2 separate regions of the Sus scrofa genome follow, and region 2 is linked to region 1. Evidence: chromatin contacts called from public Hi-C data. All regions are on one chromosome and are shown on one strand. Each heading gives the region's core, a stretch centred on a gene start, on an enhancer-like site or on the middle of the called end of the contact. The rest is flanking DNA. Distances are from core to core; before and after follow the strand shown. Region 1 holds the start of ZNF703 (zinc finger protein 703). Region 2 has its middle 120 kb from the start of ZNF703.

Region 1 (3,408 bases), core at 278-2,777:
AGGGAGTACATTCAGTTGAGCGTATGACGGATAGGGCCTGGGAGTGGTGCCTGCTGCCTCCTTTACGGAACATGATAAAGGTTCGTGATTGCTATTTGTTATTTCCATGACAGTTGTTTCATTCTGTTGGAAGGACCCCTTTGAAATCATCTATCCCCGTCTTGGTTCTCATGTGATCGCAGGGCGTTGATCAACGAGCAGCAGAGTCAGGGACGGGTAGTCCTGGAGCAATATGCCCCGAGTGACAGGCCTGACAATCGGAGTGATGGATTCGAGCTGGGAAAGTGGTACTCCAAGCGAGGCAGTGACACCAGCGCGCCTCCACTGGTCGCTGAGAGCACGGCGAAGTGGTCTCCCCGGAGGCCAGAGCACAAAGACCCAGGTTCACCTTCTGATCCGCAGGCAGGGAACCTTAATGATGTCGAGATTAGGTCTATGTAAAATCTCTGCCCGGTGCGAGGCTGGCAATGCAAACTTTATTAGAAAGGCACCAGGGGAAGGAGGTGGAGTAGAGGAGAATACTGTTATTTTTAATACAAAGTTTTTAACTCCGAAATTTCCCTGGGAAATTTACCCCCTCCCCAGCCCCGAGAGAAGAAAACATGTGGGGGACGCATCTCTAGAGTTTGTATCCGGGTGCAGCACTTAGATTCCCCCAACCCCCAAATAGCAGCAAGGCTCTGTGCCGTGAGAGAATTTTATGCCTCTAAGCAGGACATTGTAAGAAACCTGAAAACACACTCAAAAACATCGAACCTATAAATCTGTGCGCCGGCGGCGCGCACAACCTAGGGAACAGCGCCTTATCGCAATCATTTCACCCCCTAAGGGAGTCCTCAAACTTGCAGGCTTCGGACAGGACTGGCTCAAAGTTATTGGAGCGCTTTACCCCGCATCCCGAGAACCGCTGCTGCCTCCGGGTCTCGAGCGCTTCCAAATGAGCCCACCCGGGAGAAGCCAATTAGGGGAAGAGAGCTGGACCGGAGCGGAGCCGGAGCTGAGCCTGAGCAGAGCCTGAGCAGGGCCGCAGCAGAGCTGGGTTCCCGAGGCACGGCCCGCCCCCAGGCCGCCTCGGGGAGAGGCTTGGACCTGACTGTAAGAGAGCCAACGCCGGGAGCTCCTACCCCACCCCCACCCCAGTCCACCCCACCCCAAACACACACGGCCTGAGGGTGACTGCCCCCGCCAGCACCAACTCCCCGCGGTGCGAAGGGAGAGAGAACAGAGCGATAGGGAAGCTAGCGAAAGACAGGGCGCAGACCTTGGGGTCACGGAGAAGTCCCCTGCTCTCCGGGACCCCAGGGTAGGGGTGGCCCAGTTGGGGGGAGGGGAGGAGTGCGGAGAGTGGTAAAGGCCGAGGCGGGAGAGGCGCGCGCAGGCGAGGCCCCTTTAAGGCTCTCCCCGCCCACCGGCGGCGCCGGCCTCCGCCCGCCGCTCTCCCCGCCCCGGGGTCCCGGCGAGAGCTGCGATTGGGCGGCCGCGGCGATCCCTTTGAAGTGTGGCTGCCGATCGCGGCTATTTGACGTGCGGCTCGCGGAAGGCGAAGGTTTTTGTGTTGCTCGCCGGGAATAGCGGCGGCGGCGGCGGCTGCAGCGGCGGCGGTGGCGTCGGTGGAGGAGGGGTGGAGGCGCAGCGGCTGCTGCACCGCGCTTGGCGCTGCGGAGCGAGCCCACCCGCCGCGGGAGCTCGCCTCCCCGGTGCTCCCCCTCCCTCCCCGCCCCCCCAGTGGCGCTGCCTCCTCCAAATGAGCGATTCGCCCGCTGGATCTAACCCAAGGACACCCGAAAGCAGCGGCAGCGGTAGCGGCGGAGGCGGGAAGAGGCCGGCGGTGCCGGCGGCGGTGTCTCTCTTGCCCCCGGCGGACCCCCTGCGCCAGGCAAACCGGCTCCCCATCAGGGTCCTGAAGATGCTGAGCGCGCACACCGGCCACCTCCTGCATCCGGAGTACCTGCAGCCGCTGTCCTCCACTCCCGTCAGCCCCATTGAGGTCAGTCGACTGGTCGCTGCCAGTCCAGCGCCGGCCCCATTCCGCCCACCACTGCCGGGCCCACGGCCCTGCTCCCTGCGCCCTGGGGCTCGGTGCGACGCTCAGGTCCGGCCACACTGGCGGACGGTGTGAGAAGGGACGGAGAACAGAGGGATCAGAGCCCACACGGTTCTCCCTGGGCTTTTCCGGAAAGGTTCCCCTTCCACACTCGCCTTTCGGAGCTACATGTTTTCTCCCGGATTGGGTTTGCTCTTGGAGTCTCCACTGGGTCTTTTACTTTTCCTCGCCACCCAGTTTCCAGGCCGGAGAAGATCTCTCCTGGGCCTCTCCCGCCCACCTCTCTCTACCCGGGTTTGTTCTCTTTGAAGCCGGATCGGCCCGGTCCTGCTCCGCCTCTGTCCCATCCGGTTAGAGCGCACTACGCCCCGGCACTCCCGATCCCAGGTCTTTCTTCCTCCCACTTCCCTGGGTGCCCTCCCCGGGAGGGAGGGGCTACCAAGAGAGCGCCAACGGCAGCCCTAGCTTCAGAACGCGCTTTTCCCGGCTTCTACCCCGCGGCGCCACCGCCTGAAACCCGTCCTAAGCGAAGTTACCCAAACTGAAGCAATAAGTTTTTCCCTGGGCATAGACTAGGGGGAGATTCGAGGGCAGGGGGCGAGTTACAGGCCCTCCCTCAGCCCTGACTCCAGAGAAGTCACCTTTGGTAGACTACTTCCACTGCTCTTTTCCCGGGACCGGTGGCGCACTCCGGGGACACCGAGAGCGAGGGATCTCACCGGCCGGCAGGGTTAGCGCAGTTCCGCCCAGCAGCCCCGCCCTCGCTCTCCAGACCCTGTCCCCAAGGTCTTCTCGCCTCGTCCGCCGCCTCGTCGGCTCCCCTCGCCCCCCCCCCCAGCTTCCCAGGCACCCCACTTGTTCACTCTCCCGAGCGGTTTCTCGTCTCACCCCCCTTCTCCCTCCCCTTGCCGCTGTCTCCCACAGCTGGACGCCAAGAAGAGTCCTTTGGCGTTGCTGGCCCAGACTTGCTCGCAGATCGGCAAGCCGGACCCGCCGCCCTCGTCTAAGCTCAACTCGGTAGCGGCGGCCAACGGGCTGGGAGCAGAGAAGGACCCCAGCCGCTCCGCCTCCGGCGCCGCCTCCGCTTCTGCGGCTCTCAAGCAGCTGGGGGACTCCCCGGCCGAGGACAAGTCCAGCTTCAAGCCCTACTCCAAGGGCTCCGGAGGCGGCGACTCCCGCAAAGACAGCGGCTCCTCCTCCGTGTCCTCCACCTCCTCCTCCTCCTCCTTGTCCCCAGGAGACAAGGCGGGCTTCAGGGTCCCAAGCGCCGCCTGCACGCCCTTCCCCCCGCATGGAGCGCCGGTCTCCGCGTCCTCGTCCTCATCCTCCCCTGGTGGCTCTCGGGGCGGCTCCCCGCACCACTC
Region 2 (3,349 bases), core at 132-2,631, 120 kb before region 1:
CTCTAGATCCACATCTCATTCTTTTTTTATGGCTGAGTCATATCCTCTCCTCTTCAGTGTCAGGGAACGTGCTGGGCCAGATAAGAACCCAAGAAAAAGAAAACTGTGAATCTGGAATAAAGAACACCCTGTTTTAAAGAATGTCAGTAAACACCTCTGACCAAAAGCTTTCCCTGGAAAGGCAGCGGAGCAGGAGGAGCGTTTTCCAGGCCCCCTTCCCAGAAGCTCCCGGGACAAAGAGATCTCCCTGAAGGAAGCCCATCCACGTGAAGGCATCCCTGGCTCTGCTCTCGCGGCTCAAGGTGCACATAACAGCGGGTGACTCGAGAAGAGTGCACGGCCCAGGAGGGGATGTCTCGGGGGTGAGGAGTTTGAGCAACTGAAACAAGCTTCAGAGGGACTCATCTATTCCCCTTGGAGCAAAATGAACTGAGAAAAGAAGAAAGAAGGGGGTGGTGGTGGGGGCTTTGCAAGTGGAATGAGTCGCTGAGTTAAATTACAGGGGCCTGGGAGGGATGATTAACTACCCTCATGGTTTTCTGCTTCACAGCCATTTTTCAGCCCAAACCCGGGGCTTCTCGGTTACACAGCCCAGCGCGGGCCGACCATTTTTTCCATTGACTGAAAACACATTCTGACTGAAAACAAACTTTGGATCCCCGAGGCTTGGCAGCCCTGGGTCCTTCTCCATATTTAATCAACGGGAAGCTAAACACTTTCAGTCTGTGATGGCTCATTTGGACGGGTCTCGGGGCTTTTGCTTGGTGCCAGATATAATAACTCTCCGCTCTCTTTTCTAAGGCCTATTTTATAATTTTGCTGTTTTTCAATGTCAAGCCCATCTTTTGAAGAATTTTTATTGGATTTCCTGCTAGACTTCAACGAGGATTTTTCTTGCTTTGGCAGAAATATCAAGCAGAACAGGGGAAAAACTCAATCATCATCTTGGAAAGTCAGGCGATGGTGTGTTGAAGGGGGTGGGGGGCGGCCTTTGTTTGCACACAAACAGGTTTTGAGAAGGTTGGAGCCTCGGTTGCCAGCTTTTGGGGCAGGGGGACGGCTCTGACTTCTGATTCGTGGGGTGGAAATTGACAGGCAAGGAGGATGGATGTGGGAAGAGAGAGGACTTTGGGACAGGGGAGGGGAAGAGAAGGGTAGGATCTGGTGTTTGGGTGGGTGGGTTTCCAGCTGAGGTCAGTGGCTAGGCTGGCACTACCATTGACACCAGGTTCATGAGAGCTCCTGGGACGCTGGAGAACCAGAGACATGACGCTCAGGGGACAGCAGGCAGGCTCCTAACCAGCAGCCTCGGAGCTGCTAAAACCCTGAGAATGGGCTGGCAGGCCCCAAGCAGGGGCTCCTGTTCTACCAGCCACAGCCGGCTCCAGGCCACGTTCAGATCTTTAGTTTTTCTTCACAGTGATTATTCCCCAGAGGAAGCAGCTTGCCAGTGAGTGACAGCTTTTGTTTGCTCATATTTTCCTCTCTTCCCGGAGTCAACTTTCAGAATATACCAGGATGTTCCTCTTACTCCTGAACTTTAATTTCTTTCTTTCTTTTTTTTTTTTTTTGGCGGAGATTGGTGGGAGGGTTCTCTACAGAGTATCATCCAGAGACAGAAGTGGGTCTTTGTCCAAGAGTGAAAAAGGGAGAGAAAGAGAGCCCTTTGCTACTCTCTTTTGAAGCTGTGTTTCTGCATTTGACTTTTTGACTTTTGAGATGTTAAGTCACGCCTCCAAGGCCACTTCACACCTACTGCTATTAGCTTCACAATTTACAGAATGTTTTCACAAGTCTTTAACTCCCATCACAGGGCAGCTAGCACAGTGGTTGTTTTGGTTTGGGTTTACAGTGAGCAACCCAGCCTCATACAAGTGATTGTGGGAAGCGGCCAAACCAAGGTCTGAACCAAGCAAAGAATTCTTTTCTACTTTGCTACCAAATATATATGCTGGGTCCCCCTGACCCCCTTTAATCTGATGTCTTCCTGTGCTGGGCAGAGTCCCCAGGGTAAATTTCCTGCAGCAGAGGACACTGAGTATTAAGACATCACAGCAGTTTTCACCATATCCGCAAATTACAGAACAACTTCTCTTTGGGCCAGACCTCAAGACCAGGCTTCTAAGGCTCTCATTCCTTCCATTTCCAGTAGGAAAAAGTATGCCAAAAGATCAGGTCAACAAAAGACTTAGGGAATACCCACTCGGGGCACAGCACTGAGCTGGAAGATTGAGGAAGTCAGAACGAGGAAAGATACTCTCCCTGCCTGGAGCTTACAGTCCAAATGAGGAGACAAGAGGAGCAGACCTAGAACCTAGACTATTATAACTGCCAAGGACCTTAGAAGTGTTCCATCGAAACCCTTCATTTACCAGCAAGGAAAATGGGACAGTTCAGAGAAATGGTGACTCAATGGCAAAATGCGACTGTTTAGAGAAACCATGAATCAGGGGCAAAAATGAAACAGTATTTAATTCATGCTGAAGAGCGTGGTGGCCACTGGAGGTTGGTCAGAGAAAGCAAAGCGGTCAGAGCCATGTACTAGGAAGAAACAAAACTGGATCTTGACCGTGAAGCGTGTGTAGATCGGATGGATGGACAGGAAGAAAAGAGCTGCAGACGCCAAGAGAGGAGGTAAACTTGAGGCTGATGTATCCCTGAGACCTGAGGGCCCAGCGTTTAGAGATGTGGGGAGAGGGGACCAAGGCTGAACACTGGCTGAAGCATGGAGGATCTCATGCCATCTGGGAAAACGTCCACAAGGCCAGGGAGTCACGTGAAGGTCAGGGCTTCGGCCCTTGCTGACCAGGGAGCCCAGTCTTATAATTTTCTAAACTCCATACTCACACCTAAAAATCCATCTAAAGGTACCCCACAGATGGCTGCGATCCAGATGATGCTCATCTTTGAGTTGAGATGGTCACAGCTGCTGCAGGGTCACCTGCCCATCAGCCCATCCCAACTTCCCATCTTGCCTCCTGTTTCCTGGCCCTCCCGGCCCCAACGCATGGACTTCTGGCAGGTCCCAGGCAAGGGCTGCTCTGAGAGGCTGAAAAAGCAAATCCAAAAGAAGCAACAAAGAGGGAGAGGATCTCCGGGCAAAAGCACTCATGGCCAAGGATGGCAAATTAGACAGAAAAGCCAGTCTCTCCAAGACATCAGAGAAACGCCAAGAAAATTGGCATCAGGAGTAGAATTCTCTCCAGTTCCCAGGGATTCTGAGGGCATGAAAGCTGGAAAGGGCTGCCTCTGTGACCTCATCCTCCTATGGTGCCCCTGGGACCTGAACATCTCCACCAACCTTTGCTCCTTCTTCCATCCCAAGCTGACACCTCATTTTGCCCATTTG

Evidence for each region. A called contact is a pair of places that touch in the nucleus more often than the background predicts.
Region 2: a contact with region 1 is called in a Hi-C map of subcutaneous adipose tissue, with 2.5 times the contacts expected there. The contact joins the enhancer-like site here to the promoter of ZNF703 in region 1. A contact is called at or near these places in 5 of 47 Hi-C or Micro-C datasets (embryonic fibroblasts, heart right ventricle, skeletal muscle and 1 more) and 2 of 2 datasets of contacts at active chromatin or transcription factors (alveolar macrophages and skeletal muscle).

Annotation. Positions count from the first base shown.
Region 1 is chr15:48,694,758-48,698,165 of Sscrofa11.1, reverse strand. It overlaps ZNF703 (zinc finger protein 703), which reads left to right and starts at 1,527. Exons shown (of 2, transcript XM_003133370.5): 1 at 1,527-1,987; 2 at 2,969-3,408. The coding sequence starts at 1,745. LOC110256999 (a long non-coding RNA gene) reads right to left here and starts at 1,393. Exons shown (of 2, transcript XR_002339108.1): 1 at 1,262-1,393; 2 at 1-474.
Region 2 is chr15:48,816,908-48,820,256 of Sscrofa11.1, reverse strand. No RefSeq gene overlaps it. Among named protein-coding and RNA genes, the nearest start is that of ZNF703, 120 kb to the right of the region's middle. Within about 2 kb of position 1,381, at least 9 of the 83 cell types and tissues checked have an H3K27ac peak or open chromatin away from gene starts, as enhancers often do. A contact at or near this core is called in skeletal muscle and subcutaneous adipose tissue, where this site is marked.